Linked DNA regions of Sus scrofa: regions 1 and 2 are each linked to region 3. The links are chromatin contacts, called in public HiChIP or PLAC-seq maps. All regions are on one chromosome and are shown on one strand. Each heading gives the region's core, a stretch centred on a gene start, on an enhancer-like site or on the middle of the called end of the contact. The rest is flanking DNA. Distances are from core to core; before and after follow the strand shown.

Evidence for each region. HiChIP or PLAC-seq counts read pairs in DNA pulled down with a chosen protein or histone mark.
Region 1: a contact with region 3 is called in an H3K27ac HiChIP or PLAC-seq map of skeletal muscle. The contact joins the enhancer-like site here to the promoter of ZFHX3 in region 3. A contact is called at or near these places in 9 of 47 Hi-C or Micro-C datasets (adipose tissue, embryonic fibroblasts, fibroblasts and 5 more) and 2 of 2 datasets of contacts at active chromatin or transcription factors (alveolar macrophages and skeletal muscle).
Region 2: a contact with region 3 is called in an H3K27ac HiChIP or PLAC-seq map of skeletal muscle, with 5 times the contacts expected there. The contact joins the enhancer-like site here to the promoter of ZFHX3 in region 3. A contact is called at or near these places in 17 of 47 Hi-C or Micro-C datasets (adipose tissue, brain, embryonic fibroblasts and 10 more) and 2 of 2 datasets of contacts at active chromatin or transcription factors (alveolar macrophages and skeletal muscle).

The regions. Positions count from the first base shown.
Region 1 is chr6:15,767,018-15,771,048 of Sscrofa11.1, reverse strand. All of the region lies in intron 4 of ZFHX3 (zinc finger homeobox protein 3), which reads left to right. Among named protein-coding and RNA genes, the nearest start is that of ZFHX3, 170 kb to the left of the region's middle. Within about 2 kb of position 1,563, at least 15 of the 83 cell types and tissues checked have an H3K27ac peak or open chromatin away from gene starts, as enhancers often do. A contact at or near this core is called in omental adipose tissue and skeletal muscle, where this site is marked.
Region 2 is chr6:15,742,324-15,746,431 of Sscrofa11.1, reverse strand. All of the region lies in intron 4 of ZFHX3 (zinc finger homeobox protein 3), which reads left to right. Among named protein-coding and RNA genes, the nearest start is that of ZFHX3, 200 kb to the left of the region's middle. Within about 2 kb of position 2,256, at least 7 of the 83 cell types and tissues checked have an H3K27ac peak or open chromatin away from gene starts, as enhancers often do. A contact at or near this core is called in fetal skeletal muscle, omental adipose tissue and skeletal muscle, where this site is marked.
Region 3 is chr6:15,938,416-15,942,796 of Sscrofa11.1, reverse strand. ZFHX3 (zinc finger homeobox protein 3) reads left to right here and starts at 1,496. Exons shown (of 10, transcript XM_021097088.1): 1 at 1,496-1,787.

The DNA.
Region 1 (4,031 bases), core at 314-2,813, 170 kb after region 3:
TCAAACCAGTACCTGATGAGTCGGGAAGGGCTGTCTGAGCATCACCCCAGATCCCAACTTGGTCAGGGCACCCCGCTCGCCTGGGCTCTAAACCGAAGGTGGATTTTCTGGACGCGAATCTGAATCTCTTAAAAAATAATCGTCCGGGAGCCCAGTATTATTTATCTAAGTCGGGCACGCTGACAGAGAGGACTGGGTCTGCAAAAAGGAGGAAAGCAGTGCAGGGCTGCAGCGAGTGTAGTTGCCCCGGGCTCCTCGGAGTCACACACACCCATGGGCTTCTCCTTGTTGGTGTTGTCATGTGTCGCCCATTTCTGCACACAGGCCTCTGAGCCTCTTGCCTGGGGGTCAGGACCACTCCGGGGCTTAGGTCCCCTGTAAGTGACCTCTCCTGACTTCAGGTTTACCACACGGAGACTCATTTCCTCTGACCAGTGCCCTGTGTTTACTCGTATAGCCGGGAAGCTCTCTGAAGACTGAAGAAGGGTGTTGGTAAAACTCACCACTGCCCTGAACTCTGCCTGTGTTCTAGTCAAGATGCTGAGTTCAGCCTCTGGTTTCTTCTGTTGTAATTTCGTGTGAAGTTAAGGCTCTGTTTTAGGGAGTTCCCACTGTGGCTCAGTGGGTTAAGAACTCGGCTCGCATCCATGGGGATGTGAGTTCAGTCCCTGGCCTTGCTCCATGGGTTAAGGATCCGGCGTTGCCATGAGCCATGGTGTAGGTTGCAGACGCGACTCGATGTGGGCCGGCAGCTGCAGCTCCGATTTGACCTTTAGCCTGGAAACTTCCCTATTGCCTCCCTTAAAAAAAAAAAAAAAAAAAAAAAAAAAAAAAGGCTCTATTTTAAATGTTCTCTATGTCTGCATTTCCCTCTCTGGGAGACAGAAAAAAAGCAAGGCCTTGTGGATGGGCCAACAGATTTCTGGAGATTTCCACCACAACCGTAGCAGGAGAGTTGCCGGAGGAAAGCTGCGCTGGTGATGGGTGGTGGGCTGTGTCCCCACGTGGCCGCACTGAGCCGGTGATGGTTGTCATGGAAACCCACACCCACAGACGGGCCTTTGCCCCATTTCCACCCACAAGGAATGGAATCCAGAGAACTCTCCAGCCTTCGGGGCCTGGAGAACATGGCTGAGCTGGGGAGAGGGAGAGATAAGAGAGGATTGGACCAACTGTTTATTTAGCTGAGCTGGATATTTCTGGAGAGAGGAAGTCAGTTCATCTTTTTGGTAGAAATGCCTTTCTGTGAATTGCTTTTTTAAAAAAACCAACTTCAAGATGAAAGCTAGTTCTCTTTTTGGAAACGTGAAGTTCTCTCGCCAGGTTGGAGGCATCAGTCAATTCAGGGAGGGCTTGTAGGGGTGCAGCTGGGAGCGGAGTGGACAGCGTATCGGGGGAGCCTGGGGATGCCCTGCCGTGGCCAACCCTGCCCATCTGCCAGCTCGGTGGCCTCGGGAGCTGAGCGTGAGAAGCAGACTGAGGCCCAGGTTGAGCCGGGCATGGCTTTCTAGATTAGCTCCCTGAAATGGCCCTGTTTGGATTGGCTTGGAGCTGAGCAGGAGGTGGGCCAGCTTTCTGGAAGGGGGGCCAGCCCGGCCAGCCGGGCAGGGACCCGAGGCTGCCAGAGCCTCTGCCCTCCACCTCGCCCAGGCTGCCACAGCTGGTGCAGAAACAGGGCAGCGTGTCCACGTCTCTCCTTCCCTCTGCACAAATTGGAGACGACTAACCTTGCCATATTTAGTGCAGCGCTAACGGCCACTCGCCTCTAAGGGGTAATCATGCAGGCATAAATTCGGAAAGTTGCTAAGCTATGAGCAGTCTTATGAGCATTAAAAGTGTCCTCTTTGCCAGAAAGGTCATTCATAACTTGGCTACCCTGCTGATGTACAGTCAGTGATATTGATTGATTAATGTATAAAAGCACCAGATCCATTTGCTTCTATGAAAGAGAATAAAGTGCGGTCAACTCACTCTTTATTTTCACCTCATCCTTTTGTTTGAAGGACATTTTTCCCCCTTCTTTTTGTTTTGCTGGCTAGGTTTAAGGGGGTTACAAAAAGCCAGTTTCTGCCAAGTAATGTGTTCACAAAGGGAACATTGATTCACATCAGTGTCGCTTGAATTACCCTTAAAGGTTTGCCAAGGAGTTGCTCTTATATTAACCTTCTGTTCGTGAAGGGAGAAATAAATAAATAAGTCTTAATGTCAAGTTCATTGCTTTGGATTTAGTCTTGGACCTGGTCTAAAATAATTTCTTCCGTGGCTGATTGGGTTGAAGGGCATTGCCCAGAAAGTCCCTTGTTTGTTTTGGGGGTACCAGCTGGGGGCAAGGGGGCATAAAGGGAAATGAGCCCCCCCCAACCCCGCCACCACCGCCTGAGCCCTCCTGGGCACCAGATCAGGGAACAGACGCCGAATTTACTTCCAGGGCAGAGATTAGTTCTGATTGGCTGCCTCGCATTCAGACTGCGGCGCTGTGGTCCCTTCCCTCCCTCTCGCGGGCTGTTCACACGATCAGGTGGTGGAAACAGCAAGAAAGACCTTTGTCTGAAAGATGAAGGATTCTGGTGGGCAGAGCGACTTGGCTTCTCAGCCCCGATGCAGTGAATTAGTTACCCAGTCTAGAGAGTCATCCTTAAATTTCCCAATTCTTTACAGACCTAGCAGGGCAGTAGCCTGAAACGGAGGAAAAAGAACTCTCCTTGCCTTTTTTTTTTTTTTTTTTTTGAAACTCAGAGTTTCTGTAGTTGTCGTTATTGTTTTAATTTTTCCGTTTTTCATGCAGTCTGGAGAATTTCCTATTCTTGAAAAACCAAAATGGTGGTGGTGGTTTCTTAAGACCTAGAACATACGGATTCACCTATAATTCAGTGAGCCTTGGGTATCACATGGGGGAACGCATTTTGCCACCTCATGGGCTCTGTTAACTAAGGCTTCATTTTGATGAGCAATGCCCAGAAAATAGCCCTGCACTGGACACATCTGAGGCTGTCCATAATTGCTGGCTGACTGGCCATATCAGCGTCTTCAGCATCTGACATGGCCATTTTCAGAGCTGGAAGCATGCCAAGGCACCTGGGAATCCCGGGGAAGGTGGCACTCTGGAACCCAGGCTGCACTCAGCTCCCGGGGTGGCGTGGTCTGAGGCATCGCCTGCAGGTGCCAGTGTGGAGTCCCTGTCGGCCGCCCTGGAGGCGGGTGGGGATGAATGCTGGTCAGCCTGCCTGTCTGTTCTTCTAAACCAGGCCCCCCACACTTGGCAAAATCTCCTTTACCAGGTCCAAGCTGTTCATGCACAGGGCCCAGCAGAATGTCACGACCTTCTTTCTCTCAAGGCTCCTGCAGATGCTGGAAGAACCGCTCTTACATCAGTTCGAAGCTCTTGGGCGCAGCGAGTGTTGATGGCTGGGAAGCACTGAGGCGTTTTCTCTGGGCTTAGGGAGCATCGACCCCTCCTTCTTCCCTGGGAGCCTGGGCCCTTCCCTCTGCCCTGGCTGCTCTAGAAGCAGCGGGTGAAAAAGTCAGTTGCTTTTCTCCCCTCCCGGAAGTGGTTTGTGAGGGTGAAGGTGTCGAAGCCCTGAAGATCCCTCCTCATTAAAAGGAGACTTGGCTTCGGTGCAGAAGCAGGTCTTCACGCAGAGGCATCAGAAATGCCCCCCATACGGCCCCCGAGGTCACACTTTGCGTGATCTCATCTGCTGCGGTGCAGGGGCTCATGTCAGTCTCACCCGGACCTTGTCCTAGCGCGAGCAGGGGGACCGCAGACAGACAGGCCCAGCTCCAGCTCGACAGTCACATGTACGTTCGCGGCTCTGAATGCTCGTTGCCAAGCTGACTCCACTGGGGAGGTGTTGGCCCATACGGGGAGCCACGCTAACTTTATGTAATTGTTTAATTAAAACCTTGGTTTGCTAATTGCAGTCTGCACACAAGCGCCTTTTGTTAATGAAAGGCAACCTCTGTGCCTGGTGCTCTTATAGGCACAGCATTTCTCCCCCAAACCCTCGCTTTTTTTTCCACCTTGAACGTCA
Region 2 (4,108 bases), core at 1,007-3,506, 200 kb after region 3:
AATGTCCAGATTTCTATCACCAAGGCCCAGCAGGAGTCTTGCCAGGTTTGGGAGGCGGTTTGACTGAGTCTGCATCATCCTGTCCGGAGTTAGGAGCGGTTCGGACTAGCCTCAGCCAGTGATAGACTCTCGTTCCGTCAGGTCTGTGATTTGTAAAATACACGCCATGGATGCAGCCCTCGGCCCTCGTTATTGGCTGCACAGTATCCTTTTTTAGCAGCTGGCCCATTTTCTTGGATGACTCGGTCAGAGAGTGGGCGCAGTGGTGGCGAGTGACAACCTCGTGCCGATGCCACCTTTGTTTTTGCTTCTGCCTCGTGCTCTTTCCACAAACCAATTTCCAGGTGGTCAGTGAAATTGTTGCAGACACCGCCCCCACCGCCCCCCAGTGGATCGACATCCATCAGGGGGTGCCAGTTGGCCCATGGTCCTCCTTCACCACACATGGGCAAACCACGCAATCCCCTTCACCGCCATGAGTAGAAGGTGTGTTAAGAGAACATTTAGGGAGTTCCCGTCGTGGCGCAGCAGAAACAAATCCGACTAGGAACCATGAGGTTGCAGGTTCGATCCCTGGCCTTGTTCCATAGCTTAAGGATCTGGTGTTGCCGTGAGCTGTGGTGTAGGTCGCCGACGTGGCTCGGATCTGGCATTGCTGTGGCTGTGGCTGTGGCCAGTGGCAACAGCTCTGATTGAATCCCTAGCCTGGGAACCTTCATATGTCGCGGGTGCAGCCCTAAAAGGACACAAGACCTAAAAAAAAAAAAAGAAAGAAAAAAAAGAGAGAACATTTGGCATTTGTGGGACATAAAACTGCCTTAACTGAGGAGAAATCTTCTGGAGCCGTGGTATCATCACTCCAAGACCTAAGCTGCCCCAGGAGCCCTTCCCTTTTAGACGGAGTGCCTGCTGAAGTTCTTACACCTGAGGGCTCTGCCCTTACCCAGGAGACGGGAGTGGGCGCCAGTGAGTGCTGTCAGGAGAAGCGGTTGTCAGAAAGAGAGGGTGATGGAAATAGATTTTTTTAAAGGCCTTCAGCCTGTGTTTTACATGGAAATTGAGGGCAGAAGGGACACCAGGAAGACCTCACACCTATTCAAGATTTGCTTCTATTTCCCTAACCCTTTAATGTGGAAGTACATCCAAGTAGGAGCAGTGCCCTAGTTTCAGGGCTACTGTAGGGTGTATCCACGAAGTAGGCGTCTGCGGCGGCCTCGAGGGGAGGTTAGAGGCACCCCCCTCTGGAGTCTTCTGAAGGACAGACCTTCTTGTGAGATGCACTGGGCCTCCCTGCTTCCTGCCAAGAACAGGGCGTAGAGAGCAGAGGTGAACTTGCTGACCCAGGCCCTGGCTGTGCCCCTGAGAAGGCCTTCCTGGTGGGTTCTGGTTGGGTTCTGATACTGGGTTCAGCTCTTTGGGGAGAAGATGGTTTTGAATTGTGTTTCTTGGCCTGCAGAATAGCACGGGGGCTGTTGTATGTATTGGGGAAGGAAAGTGACTTTGTCTTCTGAGGAAGAGGATTTTCCACATAAACCTGGATCCACATCCATCAGGTTTTTGCATGTTCCCACCATCTGTCAGTAGCTGATACTATAGAGGAAAAAAAATTGACTTCTCTGATGACCCCAGCCAGTTGCCACTGACTTCACTGGGGGGAAATGCATTCTGTGATCTGTGGGGAGAAAAACCTTCCCTGTGTGGCACTCTCTGGGCATGTGGGTATCAAATGAACATCCCTAAATGGAGCCTGGGCTACATACCAGCCCCAGGAGCTCAGAGCATGGGCGCAGCTGTTGCAGGGCTGGATGCCATCCTGCTCCCGGTCCCCACGTGTTTCTAGGACAGGGAGCCCCAGGTCCTGTCTGCAGGTGCCTAGGCCTGGGTCTTAGTGAGGTGGCTGTGAGGCTTGGGGGACCAGTAGAACATCCCCTGCCTGCAAAGCATTGTGGGCCCGAGCTGTCCAGACGAATTCATAGTTTATATCTCTGTTTTTAAATCATTTCTCTACCTTTATTGGTATTCAGAGCTCACAGTTTTCTGGTTACTGTCAGCCTGGGCTTTCATCCATTTTAAAGAGCTATTTTTCCTCTTGCTGTTGATGATGATGGTATAAAGACAGATGGTGTAACTGCTTATGAATGTCCTATTTTATTTCCCCAGGACCAGACAGTTCACTTGAAGACGTATATTATTTCCACATGCTCAGGTTAGGCGGCCCAGACGCTGTCTGCCTCCTGTGGCGAGCTGCCCTTCCAGGCCTCGCCATGCAGAGGGCGACACCTGTAGGTCACACTTGAAACTGCAGGGAAGCACCTCCTGGGCTGAATGGGACCTGGTGTTCTCGCAGGGTGAGGATCTGCATGTAAGCGAAGCTGGCTTGTCCAGGCGTTTCTCAGTTGTTCCTCATTCCACCAAGCACACAACACCTTTTTGGCGTCTAATATATTAGAAATGATAATATTAAATCTAAAAACTGAAAAAGAAGACGACTCAATTTTTCATTTTTCTATCTTGCTTTGTAGGGCCGCACCCGCGTTATATGGAGGGTCCAAGGCAGGCTAGGGTCGAATCTGAGCTCCAGCCGCTGGCCTACACCACAGCCACAGCAACGCCTGATCCGAGCCGCATCTGCGACCTACACCACAGCTCATGGCAGCGCTGGATCCTTAACCCACTGAGTGAGGCCAGGGATCGAACCTGCAACCTCATGGTTCCTTGTCGGATTTGTTTCCACTGCACCACAGTGGAGCTCCTGATTTTAAAATCCTTAAAGAAAATGGCAAGGGAGGGGAAGAAGGAGAGAAGTAAAAGAAGTTCCTAAGTTTACCCCTGTCGTCTCCCCTCGCACTGGAGCTCAGCTGCCTTCACTTTTCTGCGTGTAGCGGGGCCAGGGCAGAAGAAAGCCAAGACCCACGTAGGCTCGTAGAATATGGGCTCCAGGAGTGTCACAGAGTGCCATGCGGGTTCCTTGCGCCTTGCATGAATGATGAGCTTATTCCTCAGGCTCTGTCTTCTGAATAGATTGGTTTGGAAAGGTTCAAAGAAGTGGGGTCAGTGCCAGAGTGACCACGAGTTCTTAACGCTTGGCTTGAATGGCTGCAGCCCGTGTAACACACGGCAGAGAGACACTGGCCTTGGAGATGCCCCGCCCCCGTGGGTAACTCCTCCCTGCTCTGCAGAGCAGCACCTCCAGACACTGTCCATCACATCAGCGTATTCCCTGTTTTGCAGGCGTCAGACTGCCTCCGTCTAAGGTGCTGATGTTATGTGTGTGTGCCGGAGAGGAGGGCCCGTGAGCCATCGCTTTGCATAATCGCGTTTGGTTAGTGTATGGGTACTTAGAGGTATTTTGTATCATAGGATGTGTTAGGGCAAATGAGTATATTTTAAGAGACCTAGCTGCTTGGGGTAGACCCAGTTTAATAATACTGATTGAATGCTAGTATCCGCATTCGAGGATGGATTTTATAATAGAGTGTGGAACAGGTTTATCAAAAGCCTAAACATGTGCATTGAACATCCTACCTGGACATAATTAAGATGGGGTAACTTGCTTGTTACTGCTCAACTAGCACTTTCTATGGGTATTTTTCTCCCCTAAAGGATACGGAGTGTTCACGTGGTGCTGTATAGCCGATGGACCTCAGACCAAAGCTGCCTGATCTTTCTCCGTTCGAACTAAGGGTGGGCATGGGGAGACTCAATGGTAACTTTCCTGTACACTGAGGCAGGAGGAGACCTAGACGTTCGGTGTAGGAGCCTCTTGGTGGGGCAGAAGAATGATAGGCAGCATCTTCTCTCGTCCGGGTTCCCCACAGCTGCCTCCTACCTCCCCTCTCGGTGGTCATGAAGACGTGTTCTCTGACCCCTAGTTCAGTTTTCCAGTTCTGGGACTTCTACTGGCTTTGGGGGAAGAGGTAGGAAAATCTGGCTCCTAATAGATACTTTCTTCCTCAGATGTTTTGTAAACCCTCTGAGGTCAATTTACTTTGAACTCCTTTTACTTCCTGTGTGAGATGAAATTTCGAAGCCATTTTCTGGTGGATCGGGGGGCACTACACCTGGAAATGTTGCAAAGTAGAGCCGGGGCTAGAGGGAACTAGGGCGA
Region 3 (4,381 bases), core at 247-2,746:
GCTTGTGCTCTCCTTTGTCCCTAATCGGACATGATTCCCTAGAGGCAGTCTTTGCTCCCTGGGCCCCAGCTGGAAAAAAAAAATTTTTTTTTTTTTTTTCCCTGAGTCTCTTACTTGGGCTGAAATGTAGAGAGGGGTTGTCTAGCCCCAACAGGTAAGATATGTTCATTTGAACCTGAATTATATTGGGCCAGATGCCTTCTAGTTTTCATCACCCCTTTCCTCCTGCATCAGTGTGTGCTTAATGCTAATACGATTCCATACATACAGCGCTTCGCCTCATGAGCTTATTATATTTCTAACACTTGCACGGTTCATTATTGTGCAGTCAGAAAGGACTCTCAAGGCTGTGGGGCCAGCCTGGGTGGGTGGCTTTCAGAAAGGGTAAAAGCAGGTGCTTTTCTATGCAGAGAGTCGGGAGTAAATTCAGACCTAGCAGTGGGATTCTGGCAGGGGGACAGGGGACTTCCGGTGAGATTTCTGTGGTGCTGCCTTTGCATGTCAGAATGGAGAAAGTGAACCTGGGGCGGTATAAAAGTGTCCAGCAATTGCTTGGACCAACGGGGCAGCCCCATTAAATTTGACCTGGGTGGTAGAAGCTCCTTACGCAGGGCATGATCTATACGTCTTATCTGTGGCTTTTAAGGCGTCTTGTTAAAGATACTGTAAGGTTAATTGCAGGCTGCGACTTTTCTTCCCCTCTGTCTTTCTCTTTTTTCCTTCTCTCCCATGAAAAACTATCCTTAAGCTGTCACTGGAGAGCAGGGGATGTTTTTTATAAGTTTCCGCAGCTGAAAACAGAAGTTCTCTGTAAAGCAGTTAATAGGATGGGTGTGTGTTGCAAATAAATTCCTGTCCACATTGGCTAATGTCCCCACGCTAGAGTGGCCTGGCTGTGACGTGGATGGGGCCCAGAGACCCATGGCTCTGGTCCGGAGGCCCCAGGCTCCTTGTTGTAGCCGAGGGCGCGTCCCTTTCTTCTCGCCCGATTCTAGGCCGGCCCCCGACTTTTGATGAGTGAGGGGTCAGCGCCCGGGGAGGACCGGGCTTTGTTCCCGCCCGCCCGGCCGGTTCTCCGCGCGGCGCAGGCCGAGCCGCCCAGGGCTCCTGTCCCCGGGTGCGCGCGGCCCAGCCTGCCTGGAGGCCCGTGCCCGGAGCGCGGCCGAGCGCTCGGGCCTCGCGCGCCCGTGTGTCCCTGTGTCCCCGCGGGCGCGGCCGCAGCCCAGCACCCGGCCTACGCCCGGCACGACTGTAGATGTCAGGCTTTGCCCGGGGAGCCGAGCGGCGGCGGGGCTGTGAGTTTCAAATTAACCTTCCGCTTTGTTGCCGTGTAATGTGGATCCCCGAAGGCCCCCCGCCCCGCCTGCCCCCCTTCCCCGGGCGGTGCGCGCCGCGAACTGCGAGTTGAGCTTCATTTACATAAAGCCATTCCGGGCGGGCGGCGGAGCCGGCAGCGGGCAGGCCGGGGACGGGGACGCGAGCGCCGCGCCCCGTGGGTGAATCCCCGCCTCGCGCCCGGGGACCTGCCCTCCCTCCCGGGGAGGGGCGACCGCCGGCCCGGCCGGGGCCGCGAGCATGAGCCCCCCTCCCCTGCCCCGGGCCCCCTCGCACCTAGCCAGAGCCAGCTCGGAGCCCCGGGGGCAGCGGGAGGTGGGGAGAATGCCGCCTGGGGTGGGTGCGTTCGGGGCTCGGGTGCCGCTGGAATTTCCCGTGGTCGCGCCCGCCGCGGCCCCCGGACCTGCGAGTGCCTCCTCCCTCTGGAGGTGTGCGGAGCCTTTGTGTGCCAGGTGAGTGCAGCCTCCCGCCCCCGCCGGCCCGCCTGCCCGCGGGTTCGCGCAGCCGGCCTAGAGCTGCAGGCAGGTGCTGCGAGTCTTGGCTGAACTTCCCATTCTCTTGGGGCATGTGGGGGAAGGGCAGGCTGGATGCACCTGAACTACCTGACTCCCAGTTGGAACCTACCTGGGGTGAGAGCCTCTGCATCGCGCTCAGCACCGAGTCAGGCCCTTCCTCCTTCCCTCCCTTCCATCTTTCTTCCCCTCCCTTCTGCCTTCCTTATTTTGCTTTTGGATTAGTTCCTGCCGGTTGAATATTTGCGGTGCTGGTGTCATTTAGAAGTTTGGGTTCCATTGCCTAAAAATGCACCCTTTTCATCACAAGAGAAGTCACCGGCCAGTTGGAAACAATGCGAAGAATGCGCTTGTTGGGGAGTAATTAAAGGGAGAATCAGAGTTCGTGGAGCTGGAAGGCACCTTTGAAGATAGACTCATTTGAGTTTGTGGGCACTCTGGGAAAACCAGAGCTGCGTCCATTTCCATGGAAAGCGGGGTGGTCAGGAGGGAGAGCTGAGATGTTTGTCCTGTTAAAAGAAGGGGAAGAAGGCCCAAGTTAGGTCAGTGGCAGAAGAAGACAAAAGTAATCATGGTAGGCTAGAGGGGAAAGAACTTTCTGGAAAATGGTCCTTTCTGCTTTGGACATACCTGTGTGATAATGATGGGAAAATGCCCAGAGGGCAAAGATCACAGCCCCTGCCTGCCTGGTGCATTGCCTGGCACTGAAGTGCACGTGCCATAAAGTGGTTTAAATGCAACTCTCAAGCAGGTGAATCCAGGGGGGTCATCCCTTCCTGCACCCACTATTTGAGTCATTTAACTGGCCTGGAGAACTATAGAAGCCACCGACAGATAACCTCAGAGAGGGCTGATGGCCCACTTGGGCACCGGGAGAAGGCCTCTCCCTCAGTCCTGGGCCTGGATGGTGGAATGCATCAAGGCAGAGCAAGGAAGACAACCTTAAGCCTCGAAGGCAGATAGTGAGGAAGTTTCCCGTCGTCTTATTTCACCCTGTGCTTTGAGATCCTTGGCAAAAGGTGACTAAATACATGGAGTATAGTTTAAAGCTCGCGCTGGCTGGAGAACTTGGTTTCTCTGCCGTCAAGCAGCAGGTGTAGAGTCGGCCCCTGGAGTCCCCTCATTCCTAAATTCAGGAGGTGTCAAACCTTCATGTTCTTTTAATGGCTGTGGTTTCTGGATAGGTTTCAAGGGGAAAGCCTAAAAATCACGAGCTCCAGCAGCCTGGGCTGCAGAGGGAGGCGTGAGTGCTGGGGGCAGAAACTGCAGCTGAGAGGCAAACAGGCACCTTCCAGGGCAACCTGATCAAGACAGGCCGAGGCCTGGAACCTGGGCCTGTTCCTTGTTACCACAACAGCCACTGGCGGCCTGAGATTCTGAAGCCTTCTTGTCGCCCAGCCTGAAAAGCAATTAGGGAACCAAGGTGGTGGAATGTGAGGGAAGTCAGGCCACAGAGGTTCTCAGTAACATAAGGGTCTCAACAATGGGGTCATTGGAGAGAGGTCCGTACCTGGATGTTTGCACACCTGTATTTGTGTTCCTTCTGTTCCTCGGAGCCCCCCGAAGGCCCCCTTTCAGAGGGCATGTGGCGCTCTGAGGGCCAAGAGAAAACTTTCCCTCTCTCCCTTCCTTAAATTACAGGACTAAGGAGATTGTCTGCATTTAGTTTCCAGCGTGTTTTCAGAGAGCGTGTAAGTGCCTCTCAGAATGGGCCAGGGTCACACGTTGCTCTTTCATTTAATTACACAAGTGTTATTTAACAACATGGGGCAGATGCAGAAGCAAGCACTTTTACACTTTAAAAACAGTCCTTTTGGAGTCACAGGGAATTAAGTGACTTGGAGACCTTCTGTCTTTATCACATGGATCACGTCCCTTTCCCAACTCTCTTTGGAAATGGCTGCATTTTCTATGGGATAGAGCTGCTGTTTTCCAGTTCTCCTGAAAACAGCTTTGATTGACAGGGGACTATTGAGAAACACTTGCTAACTCTTCCAAAAAAAAAAAAAAAAAAAAAAAAATCTGACTGCTTCTCCAGCCACCTGAAACTTTAATTTTGGTTTCTTCCCTTCCGTCTTTTATTTGCACAAGTGAATACTCAGGGAGGGTGGAAAGGGCCCAAATAAAACAGTCTTCTCAGCAGGCCTCTGTTTGGCTCTTCCCAACAGGACAGTGCAGTGCCCGCCTTCTTGCTGCTTTGGGGTTGGATTTAACTGCTGTATAAACTCGGTGCCAATTGGACTGCCCAGTGGCAAGGAGCTAAACTAAGTGAGATTTCAGTTTTCATCATTATGACTTTAAATGATGATTACTGGACACTCCCAGGCTAGGCCTGGTTCACCTCAGGTGACCCAAAGGTTGTTAGTTCATTAGCATAAATCTGTAATTGCAGACTACTAGTAAAGCATTTTCTGGGGCGAATGATGGCACGGCTGGCTTCCTTTAGTTCTGGTCACAAGTGGTGTCTAGGGAGTGTGCCCTTATTGTAACTGTGTGCTATTATTCCTTTTGGACATTGGGGCTTTTTTTTTTTT